2 separate regions of the Mus musculus genome follow, and region 1 is linked to region 2. Evidence: chromatin contacts called from public Hi-C data. All regions are on one chromosome and are shown on one strand. Each heading gives the region's core, a stretch centred on a gene start, on an enhancer-like site or on the middle of the called end of the contact. The rest is flanking DNA. Distances are from core to core; before and after follow the strand shown.

Region 1 (6,030 bases), core at 605-3,104, 2.4 Mb before region 2:
ACTAATATCTCAGTAAGTTGGGCCTTGAGCATTTTGAACTCAGAGTGAGGTGACACAGTTGACATGCAAAAAAAGAATTTCTAGCCAGGTGGTGGTGGTGAATGCCTTTAATCCCAGCACTTGGGAGGCAGAGGCAGGTGGATTTCTGAGTTCGAGGCCAGCCTGGTCTACAAAGTGAGTTCCAGGACAGCCAGGGCTACACAGAGAAACCCTGTCTCACAAAACAAACAAACAAAGAATTTCTACATCAATAAATTCTATTTTATTCAATAAAGGCCAAATTAGCTTAAAATCTACAGCTTCCTCCAAGTGGCTGTTCAGGAAAGGATGGTTAGGCAAGATCTTTCTGGATCCCCAAATGAATTTGCATGTGTAAAGACTGTTTTGTTTTCTTTTTTTTAATGAAGCCAGACTGTATAATTCTCTTACAAACTCTGACAATATCATGCCTCAGAGATGATGGAATCAGTGACCCGCATCGCGTCCCCGGGACCTGAGAGATGTCCTTTACAGAGCCACCATCTCTACTTACCCGTCTCCCTTCCTAACAACTGAGGTCTTCCACACAAAGTCTTTAGTGCCATTTCAAAGCGGTCTAGAATTTAGCATGTGGGGTAACAGGCCTGGCCTTCTGAGTCATCTGGGAATTTCAGTTTAGTTTAACTTACTATGAGCATCCGATCCTGGCAGGATGCAGCCTTAGAGGAGGCCTGTGCTGCACCTGTAAACCACGGTGTTGTGAAGCCTTTGCTTGCTGTATTCGCAAGTACCCTGCGGCTACCTGTTCATAACTCCCAGACAGGCCAGGCGGGTCTGAGCTGGCTGGAGAAGGTTCTCACTGTGTTTACATCCTTAAACGTTCTTATGCACTTGAAGAACATGAACAAGGCATTTCGGAGTTTACCTACAGCACTTCTCACAAAAGCATACAATTGTGGACAGTTTTATTTACCTGTTATGTGTGTACAGTGTTGGACAGAGTGAGTATTTGGGAAGGCCAGAAGTCAAGTTGCTGTCTTTACCACTTTCCACTTTATTTTCAAAGATAAGACGTCTTAGGCCAGAGCTCACTGATTGGCCACACTGAGTGCACACTGTCTTCTGCCCACCCCCTTATGTCACCATGCCCACATGCCCAGATTTTTTTTTTTTTTTTTTTGGTGGCTGGAGATCTGAACTCAGGCTGCATTAGTCTGAGTGTCACCCTGAGACTACAAAGGGAAGTCGAGGCCCCAGGTCCAACTGGCACTGCCAACCCACCTACCTAGTCTCTTCTGGGCCCTGGGAACCTTCCCTGGACTCTGGTTGATTCTGTGTCCATCACTCTATCGATGCAGGCCTCACAGCAGCGCAAAGTGACCGTAGTCTATGCAGGAACCCTTCTCTTTCCCTAACACCCTCCTCCCTTGCAGGTGCCCCCCTCTCCGGTGGTCCATATCCACTAATGGACCTTTTAGGATCAGCATAGACCACTAACCCTCAGCCTGCGGTCACCGAAGCCCCGCCCTCGGCCCCCGTAGCACCAACTGGGCGAGCATGCGTAAAGCGCGGCCCCACCTCGGCGTTGCCTTGGTGATCCAGGATGGACCACGCCCATCGGGCTGGGTGAGTGAAGGGCCGGGAGTTGAGGGGCGGCCGGTGTGAAATGTCACGTGGTTTTGGTGCGTCAGTGTTCTTGGCCCCTTGGTAAAGCACTCGGCCCGCTGATTCCCTGGGGGGCCTACTTAGGGAGGTTGGAGCGGTCCTGGAGAAGTAGGGGACCCGCGGGCTGAGTGTCAGGGTGGGGGAGGACCAGGGAGGCAGGGGACCTGAGGAACCTGAAGGCTGGAGGAGGGTCTGGGGGCGGGCCTGGGGGCGGGCCGGGGACGGCCGCCCGCAGCTGACCGCCCCTCCCCGCCCAGTCCTCCGCACTGTCCCAGCGCCGCGGCGGGCCGGGTGTCCTCCTTCAGTCCCGGAGCCAAGCTGCGCGGAGCGGTCGAGCACCGGAGATGTGGAAGCTGAGCCGAAGTCGAGTGCTTCTGGACGAGCCCCCCGAGGAAGAGGATGTGCTGCGAGGGGCACCGCCAGCATCAGCAGCCGCCCCGGCGTCGGTGAGGGCACGCGTAGGGGCGCAGGTGCGGGCCGCGGGGTGCTCTGGAGGCCGAGCGCAGGTGCATGGGGTCGCGTGCCGGGTGCGGACTTGGCAGGGACCCGACGCTTCTCGGGGCTGCGAGGTGACTGCCCCGGAGGACCCCTCTGATGAGTGGCCGGGTCCTACAGGTCGTGGGCCCCAGAGCCAGCATGTGTGGGGTACCGCGGGGACGCGTACCCCGGGCACTTTCCGCACTGGCCGGCGGCGCTGCCCTTCGCTCTGCTGCCACAAGGGCTTTGGGGTTCGGCTTGAGACACCGGGGACGCGGGGTGACCGCTTCCAGGCCAGGTATTTCTATTCCGGAGTTGGAGAAACAGAGAAGTCCTGAATCATGGTGCCGGGGACGGCGGTTCGCTCAGACTTAAAAGCTTGGTGTTTTTGTTTTTGTTTTTTCCTTTCCCTTTTCTTTTGGTGACTATAGCGAATATAAAGTGTGCTGGATATTTATTTGCACAACACGTATTTCCTTTTTTTAAGCCTTTGATCCCGTCTCGCCCCCTCTCCCGGAAGAAGAGATCAGAGACCTTTATACAGAAAAAGCTTTGGCCCGACAAGTATAGAGATACGCTTGGAATGTGTAGAATTTTTTAATTAACAGGATCCCAGGTGGATCTGTGTGAGGCTTCCCCACCCACCTTCTCGGGACACTTTTCATTCCCTTTCATGTGCTAGGAAATTTAGGTCACAAAGTACGCCAATTTTTAAGCATAAAGTTATTTATTTATTTTTTTAAGCATAGTGTGAAAACTGTGGCTGTTGCAAATCTTTCTTTTGAAACTTGGAAGTAGTCCCGAGATTGCTTCTTCCCTAGTTGGAGCAAAAGAACGTCTGTTAGGAATGAAGTTTCATTGTAAGACATTTCTCGGGAATTTGATAAAGCTCGCTGCCAGCACGCAGACATTCCAGCTGATGAGTGTAAGCTTTTAGGTATGGTTTGTATCTGAATTTACATTTGAGAAGTCACCTTTTTGTGTCCCTAGAACTTACCTAGCTTTCATTTTTCCAGCCTTCAAGGTTTTGTAGCTAGACGGCAACTCTTAGAAGGCAGTAATGAGCATTTGTCTGTGGTCTCTAGATATTTTTTAAATCATCTTCTAGCCAGCAATATGTGTTTAAGTTTGCTTCACCTGTCTTTTCATGGTTCGATAGTAAGTTTCTTTTTGGCACTGATTACCTTCAGAATATCATGTCACCTCCTTCCAAGCTTGGATAGCTGATGCTGAAGTTCCTGTAAATAGGCAGGGTGGGCCTTCTGTAGAATTTCAGATCATTTAAGTAAGACAATGTGACTGCTGGGCTGTCATGGAGTGCATTTGTGTGTGTGTGTGTGTGTGTGTGTGCATGTGCATGTGTGTACGTACATGTGTGTATGACCGGTGAGTGCAGGCAAGTGTTTGTTTCCACGTCGGTGAGCAGGGTCTCCTTGTTTTTACCGGTTCCCACCCCCAGCTCCGGTCCCAGTGGAGTTCTGGGAGTACAGACCCACTGCCCTGCGTCTGAAATCAAGATCCGGTTGTCAGGTTTGCAGAACAAGCACCTGTCCGTGCACAGCCGCCTCCCGCCCACCCCCCCAGGTTCCCACCATTCCCACTGAGATCCTCTTTCCACCACTGCCTTCAGGAGAACAAATTTCTCTGCATTGCTTTAGAGTATTGGCTTTTGTTTTTGTTTTTGTTGTTGAGAATAAATGTCTTGAGGGTAGCACTAATTGGACTTTAGTGAGTTAATAAAAATATGAACATAAAGTTGGGAAGAGAGCGTGTTGGGGAGTTACAGGTGAGTTAGGGGGAGATGGGTGGGTGATATTACTGCGTTTCATTGTTTACATGCAGGAAATGTTAAAAAACAAACATAATTGAAATAGACAATAAAAGATTAAAAATGAAACATCTGTTTGCATTAAAAACATAAATATAACTTAATATAAATATGTAATAAACATAACATGAGATTCAGTGAGGCTTGTAAGGACTATTTATTCCAGCCATCCCAAAAGGGGAGATAATGTTTTTTAATAAATTCTAGTGTCTACTTTAAAAATTAAAGTTGATGATGCACATAGTACAAGATTTCTAAATGTAGTTAGGTCATAACTCCATCTGTCTCAAAAGGAGCATTCTTAAGCTTTTTTTATATCCATTAAACACTTATGCAAATCTATAAATACGTTTACATATGTGCATTTGCTTGTCAGTGGGACATTTGTATGTGTCTTGCACTGCTCTATTTTATGCTAATGCGTTTCATGGAACACTTGCTGTTCTAGCTCCCCTAGCTAAAGCTCATTCAAGGCTGTGGGAGTCCGAGGGTTGTAGGTAAATGTGAGGTATCTGCCAGGTCTTACTGCCCTTGTTTCAGTCGGTTTTTAAAACTCACTTCCTTACAGCTTTTGTGGTAATACTAACAAGGGACCGTAAGGATGCCCGGCATTGGCACTGCTTAGACAGGCTTCTCCCTACTCCTGAGCTAACTGTAGGGATTTGCCATTCAAACTGTAAATTAATACCTTGACAGACAAACTGGGAAAAGCATGACACATCTTCCTGATAATCTTTTCAAGGCTCAGGTACACTTGTGAGCACTGAAATACATCCCTTGACCAATTCCGATTCGGTGATAGAGAGAATCGGAGTGACCCTCTTTGTTCAGACCGCCCTTTGTGGGTACTCCAGGGGCTCTGCTCCTTGATGAACGCTCATTGGTGTGGATCTGGGATGGATGGGGGGTTGTAAAGTGCAGCGTCCGTCCATGCTCGGCTTCTAAGTCTACTAAGGGAACCGCGGTGTCCTTTTTGAGGGAGTAAAGTGGGCCTGTGCGTGTTAACTGCAGATTTCTATCTGTACCAAGCGCTTTATTCCCTGCGAGTCTCTGGTTTTATGTCGTAAGACTGTCTTGGCCTGTCTGGGTGGCCTCAATAAGAAGATAAGCCAATGCCTCACACAGCAAACATTTATCTCCTGGGGTTCTAGACTCCTAGGGTTCTAGAGGCTCCAAGTCCAAGATTAAAGTGCCTTAGATTCTTTCTGTTTGTGTCATATGACCCTTCATGTAGAAAGCTAACAAGCCATGGTTATCCTTGTTCTCCTGCAACCTGCCTTTCTTTGCCTTTCTCTTCTCACTGAACTTAATGTTGTCAAGTAAATGTGCCAGTATCCATCCAATTAGGTCTCAGTGTTTATGCTCACTGAGTTGGTTTATGAAATAGCTTTCTTTTCTCTTCTCTGTTTTCTTTCTTCTTTTTTTTTTCCTCTACAGTTTTGTGACAATAAAGACAGGGAAATGTAGAGGTGGCCAGACTAGCCTAAAACCATATGTAATCAGGCTGGATTTGACTGCCTGCTCTGAATTCACTGTCATCTCCTAAGCGCTGAGTGTGGCTGGCACGCATTGCCACCCCAAGGTGATGGGTAGTCTCCTTCTAGACTCTGATGTGTGACTTCTGGACAAGCCCCTTCAGGGGGTCTGGATCCTCAGTGGTTCAGTGTGCCTGGCTACATTTTCTTTTCTTTTAAAGATTTATTTATTCTATGTATATTCTATATACATTGTAGCTGTCTTCAGACACACCACAAGAGGCATCGGGTCCCATTATAGATAGTTGTGAGCCACCATGTAGTTGCTGGGAATTGAACTTGGGACCTCTCTGGAAGAGCAGTCAGTGCTCTTACCCTCTGAACCATCTCTCCAGCTCCATGCATTTTCTTTTTTAGGAGCACTGCTGGGATATCATTCATAAAACACTGTGCTTTTCCATGAACCATGGCAGCGGGGTGATTCTTTTTGTTTTGTTTTAGTTTGGTTTTGTTTTTTGTTTTGTTTTTTCCGGACAAGGTTTCTCTGTGTAGCTCTGGCTGTCCTGGAACTCACTTTGTAGACCAGGCTGGCCTCGAACTCAGAAA
Region 2 (6,668 bases), core at 943-3,442:
TAACTCCTGAGCCATCTCTTCAGTCCCTACAATTTTTTTTTTTTTTTAAAGATAGGTTAATACTATTCTTTAGGCTGGACCAGAACTCCCATGGAGTCCCAGCCTGGTCTCAAACCCCTGAAGAGTTTTAGCTTGAGCCTCCCTTCAGGTTCTAGGATCACAGGTGGGAGCCATCACACACATCCCACAAACGTCTGAAGGACTCTCCGAAGGCTTAACAAGGAGCAGACTTTTTGCCAGTTGAGGTGGAACACATGAGAGTCGGCTTTGCAGCAGACAGAAAACACCATTGTTGGTTTTGAAATCATGATCTCCTGTGGCCAAGCCAAACATGCCAGCCATTCAAAATCATGGAAGGTTTGGCTCCCAGACTTCCTAGAGCTGTTTTTCTAAACTGCCGGCCCCGGCTCTTCCCCGGCTTCGGCATTCTGGCCTGCGGGTTCTGGGTTTTAAACAGGCACACCTCATATCAGAGGCAACGCTTTCTCTATCAGGGATCTCACTGCCTGCATAGGAAGTTTTGGGGGTACTTTCTCAGGCCAAGCTCCTTGCTGAATTTGCGGGATACAGCAAGGAGTTCAATTTACAGTTCCGAACTGAAGGAGAGGGACAAGCTCACACTTGTAGTCCCCAAACTGGGGGAGACTGAGGCAGGAGGGGCTTAAAGCCAGGTAGGCTAGAGTCAGCCTGGGCTACTGAGTGAAACCGTTGCTCAGCAACTGGGGTGCAGGGTACAGAAAGAGAAGTTCACATTGCCATAGAAGTGAGACAAATAAGTGCACACACATTTACAATGACAAACTGCCACGATGGCAGGTAACTGTGAGGAAGAATGATATTCCTGGAGAACTTGGGACATTTGGAGACCACGAATTTGACTACCATAGTGCATAGAACACAGTCTGTATTACCTGGAAGTCTAGCTTCGGGCAAGCAGTTAGAGGACAGAACTTTCAGGAAAAAAGTAGGGAACAACATGTCTGCCTAATCATTTGCCTTTCAAGAGAGCATCAAAGAAAGGGGGGAGGCCGGGCGTGGTGGCGCATGCCTTTAATCCCAGCACTCGGGAGGCAGAGGCAGGTGGATTTCTGAGTTCGAGGCCAGCCTGGTCTACAAAGTGAGTTCCAGGACAGCCAGGGCTACACAGAGAAACCCTGTCTCCAAAAACCAAAAAAAAAAAAAAAAAAAAAAGGGTGGGGAAGACCAAAAATACTGAAAGACCTGAGCATGCTTAGTATCAGACAGACTTGACTGGACAAGCAAAGGACTCTTTACTTTTGTAAGCCACCAGTAGGGGTGCATTTGTGGGGGTAATTTGAATGTAACTCCAAACAGTCCTCAAGAGATGAACGATAGACTTCTGCTCTCGTTTTCATTTGTTTTTAAGGCAGGGTCTCTTGCAGCTGAGGCAGGTCTTGAACTCATTGCTGCTCCTGTATCTCTCTCCCAAAATCTTTGATTATCGATGGATGCCACTATTTTGACTCTAAAAAGTTTTAAATGATTTATTCTTATGTGTAACGGTATTTTTGCCTGGATGTCTGTCTGCGGACCACATGCATGTAGTGTCTGATGAGTCCAGAAGAAGCCTTGGCCCCTCTTGGAACAAGAATTACAAACTTTTGAGTAGCCGTGTGGATGCTAGGACTCAAACCCGGGTCCTCTGGAAGGGCAGTCGTTTCTCCAACAGGCATTTCCAGTTACAGGTTCTTGAGGAAAGGATCATTTCCTGGTGTGGTTCTTTCATTCTAAGCCCATAGAACAGTAAGAAGTACACAAATACTGCATGTACAGGGTTGCAGACAGCAGTTTGGTATGTAGTATTGATCTACACGTACTGATTGTGGCAAGGTACATACTTGCAGATATGCTGTACGTATGATGGGGTACAGGGTGTGTTAAGGCGCACATATTGAGGTGTTTAAATGAGGACATGATGACCGCGGGATGGTGTATAGTGTGTTGGAGTGGTGTGCTGAGATTGGGTACATATTGCGGGGCACACCGGGTCCCAGCAGCAGACACAATGATGTACACCGAGCCCAAGTTACCCATAAGGAAAGGCGAGGAGATCTGCGCTAAAATGGGGAAGGGTTCGAAGTTCCCGCCTCTCTTCCGCTGCCACCGTGCCCAAATGCCTAAATATTGCCAGACTTCAGGCAGAGTGTAGCCTCTTCCGGGAGTGGGCGGAGCCCCATGAGGAACGGGCGTGGCTTCTGGTTCGCCCGGCTGGGCCTGGCCTGCAGGATCTTGCCTTCCGCCTGTTCGCTGGATCTGTCCCCAATATGCTGCGGGCGCGCGGGCCTGGGCCCGGCGCTCTGCTGCTCCGGGCCGCGCTGGGTCTCGGGCGGCGCGGGCGGTCATGGCAACGGCCGCAAGGCCAGGACACCGGCGTGCAGGTGCATAACAGCCTCACTGGCAGGAAGGAGCCGCTGATAGTGGCCCGCTCGGACGCAGTCTCCTGGTGCGTGCGCCGGGAGAGGCAGGGCGGAGCGAGGCGGGGCGGGAAGGTGCGCAGGGGCAAGTCAATTCTGAAAGCCTGACGTGGTCTCCCGAGCGTCACTTAAACACCGCGCGTGTTCAGTGAAGGTTGTTAAGGAAGACTTAGGGCTCCTTTTACATATCTCACATGGTGGATCTTAATATGTTCCCAGGTATAGCTGTGGACCGACTGTGTACGACCATGCACATCTTGGCCATGCTTGGTGAGTTTCCTAGATTTGAACCTTTGACAAAGTCAGAGGGTTATTTATTGTGCAAAGAGTAAACTGTTAGCTTGTTTTATAATCTGTTAAGTGAACTGAGTGATGATTGCATTCTGGGAATTGTGAGACACCGGAATGTTGGTCTCTTTGGTCTTCATAGCTGTTTGGAGTTGCATACCCATTGGAGTTACTGTGAAGGAATAGAGAGTGACCCGTTTGCGAATTAGATGTTTCTAAGGTTGGTCCAGAGACCCGAATCCAACAGTGGGGGATCATTGCCTGGTCTTGGACGGATCACATTCTTGCTGGAATCATGGTTCTTATTTTGAGTGAAGACAGAAATGACAACATGACATCTTCATGGCAGTTTCTGGAAATGTCTATGAAGTGCCGCTTAGCACAGCGCCCCCAAGTGTTCTAAGTGCTCCACCACTGACCCACTGACCGAATACTGTCTTGCTAGACTCCAGGGAGCATTGGAGCAGTATTTGTTGACATTTCCCATCTCTTGATATTTTAGTTGTTGTCTTGCACTTTTTTGTTTGTTTGTTGTTTTTGAGACTGAGTTTCTCTGTGTAGTCTTGGCTGTCCTGAAACTCACTTTATAGACCAGGCTGGTCTCAAACTCAGAGATGTCCCTGTCTTTGTTGGAATGCTGAGATAAAAGGTATACGCCTACTGCCTGACTCTTGCACAGTTTTAATTGGGTATTTTTAAAAAGATTTATTTATTTATTATATGTAAGTACACTGTAGCTGTCCTCAGATACTCCAGAAGAGGGCATCAGATTTCATTACGGATGGTTGTGAGCTACCATGTGGTTGCTGGGATTTGAACTCAGGACCTTAGGAAGAGCAGTCAGTGCTTTTAACCACTGAGCCATCTCGCCAGCATCCTTAATTGGGTATTTTTAGACCTAAATGAAACGCAAGTGTGGAGGCCAGAGGACATCCTCAGATGTCATCCTCAAGTGCTACCTTCTGTCTGTTTTGAGACAGAATCTCTCACTGCCTTGGAAGTCCACAAACAGGCCACGCTGGCCGGGAAGCTCGTCCCCAGGGTCCACCTGTCTCTGCCTCCAGCACTGGGGTAGTGGGGACAATCCGAGAGAACAAGAGTGGTAAAAAGCTCTTGTTGCTTGGCAGTGGTGGCGCACACCTTTAATGCCAGAGCTCTGGAGGCAAAGGCAGGTAGATCTCTGTGAGCTCAAGGCCAGCCTGGTCTACAGAGCAAGCTCCAGGACAGCTAGGACTACACAGAGAAACCCTGACCTAAAGCAACAAGAACAAAACAGTCTTGACATTGAGTTTTGTATCAGGATTTTTTACACACTTAAATACATGCAAACTCATCCAACAGCTTTAATCTTAAAAAAGGCAATACAGTGTCCCAAACTGATGTGATTGCTTTTGTTGCGTCTCACAAGGCCCTTCTGGGCCTCCAGGTGGGACCCAGTTTGTAAGAAAGTACTTGGCTTAGTTCCCTATGAACCAAGCATCAACTGTAGAACACTGTTTGGAAGTTACATAGTAGCGTGTTATACTGTAACCCATTTCTTTTCAAGAATAAAGCTGATGGGGCCCACAAGATGGCTCCCTGGGTAAAGGCACCTCTTGTAAGAACCTGATGACCTGAGGTTGATCCCCAAGATTCACTTGGTGAAAGGAGAGAACCAAGCCCCGAAAACTGTCCTCTGACCTCAACATACATTCTGCACATCTGCCTCTCCTGTGTGTGTGAGAGGCACACATACACACACACACACACACACACACACACACACACACACACACAGAGCATTCATACCACAGACACTATAGTAGCAGTAGTAAACATTGTGTCCTGGAGAGATGATGTAATGCTCAGAGTACTTGTTTATAGATGAACTAAGTTCCTCCCATCACCCACATGATGGCTCACAACCGTCAGATGCACACATGGTGCACATACATACACACAGGCAAAATACATGCACATGAAATAAAACAAGATAATCAAAAATAACATAATTTTTAACAGCTGGGCAATGGTGGCGCACACCTTTAATCCCAGTAGTTGAGAGGCAGAGGCAGACAGGTCTCTCTGAGTTTGAGGCCAGCCTGGTTCCAGGACAGCCAGGGCTATACAGGGAAACCCTGTATGGAAAACCAAAAAACAACAACAAAAAAACTAGGTTAAAAATAAAATACTGGTCAGGTAGTGGTGGCGCACACCTTTAATCTCAGCACTTGGGAGGCAGAGGCAGGTGGATCTCTGAGTTCGAGGCCAGCTTCGTCTACAGAGTGAGTTCCAGGACAGCCAGGGCTGCACAGATACAGAGAAACTCTGTGTCGAGAAGCCAGAAAATAGAATAAGTAAATTAACGCCGTTGATTCTGTGTGTTGAAGACAGCCTGGCAGTGTTTTTCTTTCAGCTCCTATGTTAGATTTGACATTATCCGGAGGATCCTGACCAGAGTGTTTGGATGCAATGTGGTCATGGCGATGAGCATTACCGACGTGGATGACAAAATAATCAAGAGAGCTAACGAGGTAAGCAGCCTCCCTCACATTGACCGGCAAGCCGGTGGCTGAGCGGCCGTTCCCTGCCGAGGCTACTTTCATGTATTCCTAGTACTTGTGACCCTTTATGTGTCCCGAAGACTCTTCTCCAAAAAAAAAAAAAAAAACCAGACCGAGATGGTGGCAGGTCCCACCGAGGGAAGTTAAGTCAGTGGAGAGCGGAGAAGCACCCCCTCCAGGGGTGTCCACTGTCCTCTGACCCTTGTCCCCGTCCCTCCCTGTGATGAGTGCCTCACTCCAGCTCTACCAAGACCCCCTGGGCCCTGACTCTGGCCTTGGACACCCCTGTGTTCCGATGCCTCATTTCCACATTTCTCTTGTTTTGCTGTTAGACACAAGCTCTTATCCTGTCGCCCAGGTTGGCCTCTGTAGCTCAGATCAGCCTCGCCTAGGGAGTGCTGCAGTCTTGTCTCTTGACCACCAGGAGGTGCATATGTGTCCCTCACCATCACAGTCTTGGGAACCCAGAGCCACGGATGGTGTGGGCCTTGGAGTGGGCCCATAGCCCCAGGCTTCTGACTTCAGCTCTGTGCAGGCAGGGCCTTCTTATGGTGTGCATGCATGGCCTCTACTTGAGGCCTGCTGCAGAGAGCATGTCTTTCCGCACAGGTTGACTGCCTCCTCGGTCTGGGCCCCACACCAGCTCTGAAGACTTGGTGGGAGAGAGGTAGTTATCCCAGGAAGCAAGCATGAGGTCAGGGGCTCTCTGGGTTCTTCCACTGATTGGGCATTGTGCCCTGAATGCCACTATCACCAGAGGGCTTTCCCTTTTCAGTGAGGAGACATTTTCTGAAATGTTTGTGGGATTTTTGTTTGTTTGTTTTGGGTTTAGTTTTTCTTTCTCTTTCTCTCTCTCTTTTTTTTTTTCTTTCTTTTCTTTTTTTTTTTTTTTTTTGAGACAGGGTTTCTCTGTTTAACCCTGGCTGTCCTGGAACTCACTTTGTAGAAGAGGCTGGGCTCAAACTCAGAAATCTGCCTGCCTCTGCCTCCTGAGTGCTGGGATTAAAGTTTTATGCCACCACTGCTCAGCCTGTGTTGTGTTGTTTTGTGTTATGTTTTTGTTTTTTTTTTTTTTTTTGCAAGGTTTCATATAGCCCAACATGTCTCCTAACTCTCTATGTAGCTGAAGATGACCTTGAACTCTAAACTCCACCCTTCAACCTCCCACCTTCCATGAGCCGGGATTACAGGTGTGAGCTACCACACCCGCTGCTCTTCTGGAACTTTCTGCTCATTTTCACACCTGAGGGTTACTGTGAAACTGTCCAGTCCTTTGTGTTTCTGAAGCCTGTGGGACATTAATACCTCCCACAGCCTCTCTTTCCTCCTTTATTTTTGAGACTGAATACTTGTAACATAGACCAGGCTGGCCTAGAGCTCCACCTGCCTCCTCCTCCTGTGT

The links. A called contact is a pair of places that touch in the nucleus more often than the background predicts.
Region 1: a contact with region 2 is called in a Hi-C map of CD8 T cells, with 3 times the contacts expected there. The contact joins the promoter of Tdrp here to the promoter of Cars2 in region 2. A contact is called at or near these places in 1 of 39 promoter capture datasets (embryonic stem cells), 1 of 484 Hi-C or Micro-C datasets (CD8 T cells) and 3 of 115 datasets of contacts at active chromatin or transcription factors (embryonic stem cells, regulatory T cell precursor and thymic regulatory T cells).

What each region holds. Positions count from the first base shown.
Region 1 is chr8:13,970,601-13,976,630 of GRCm38.p6, reverse strand. It overlaps Tdrp (testis development related protein), which reads left to right and starts at 1,854. Exons shown (of 3, transcript NM_173744.4): 1 at 1,854-2,090. The coding sequence starts at 1,989.
Region 2 is chr8:11,546,295-11,552,962 of GRCm38.p6, reverse strand. It overlaps Cars2 (cysteinyl-tRNA synthetase 2 (mitochondrial)(putative)), which reads left to right and starts at 2,192. Exons shown (of 15, transcript NM_001359137.1): 1 at 2,192-2,464; 2 at 2,655-2,705; 3 at 5,119-5,236. The coding sequence starts at 2,286.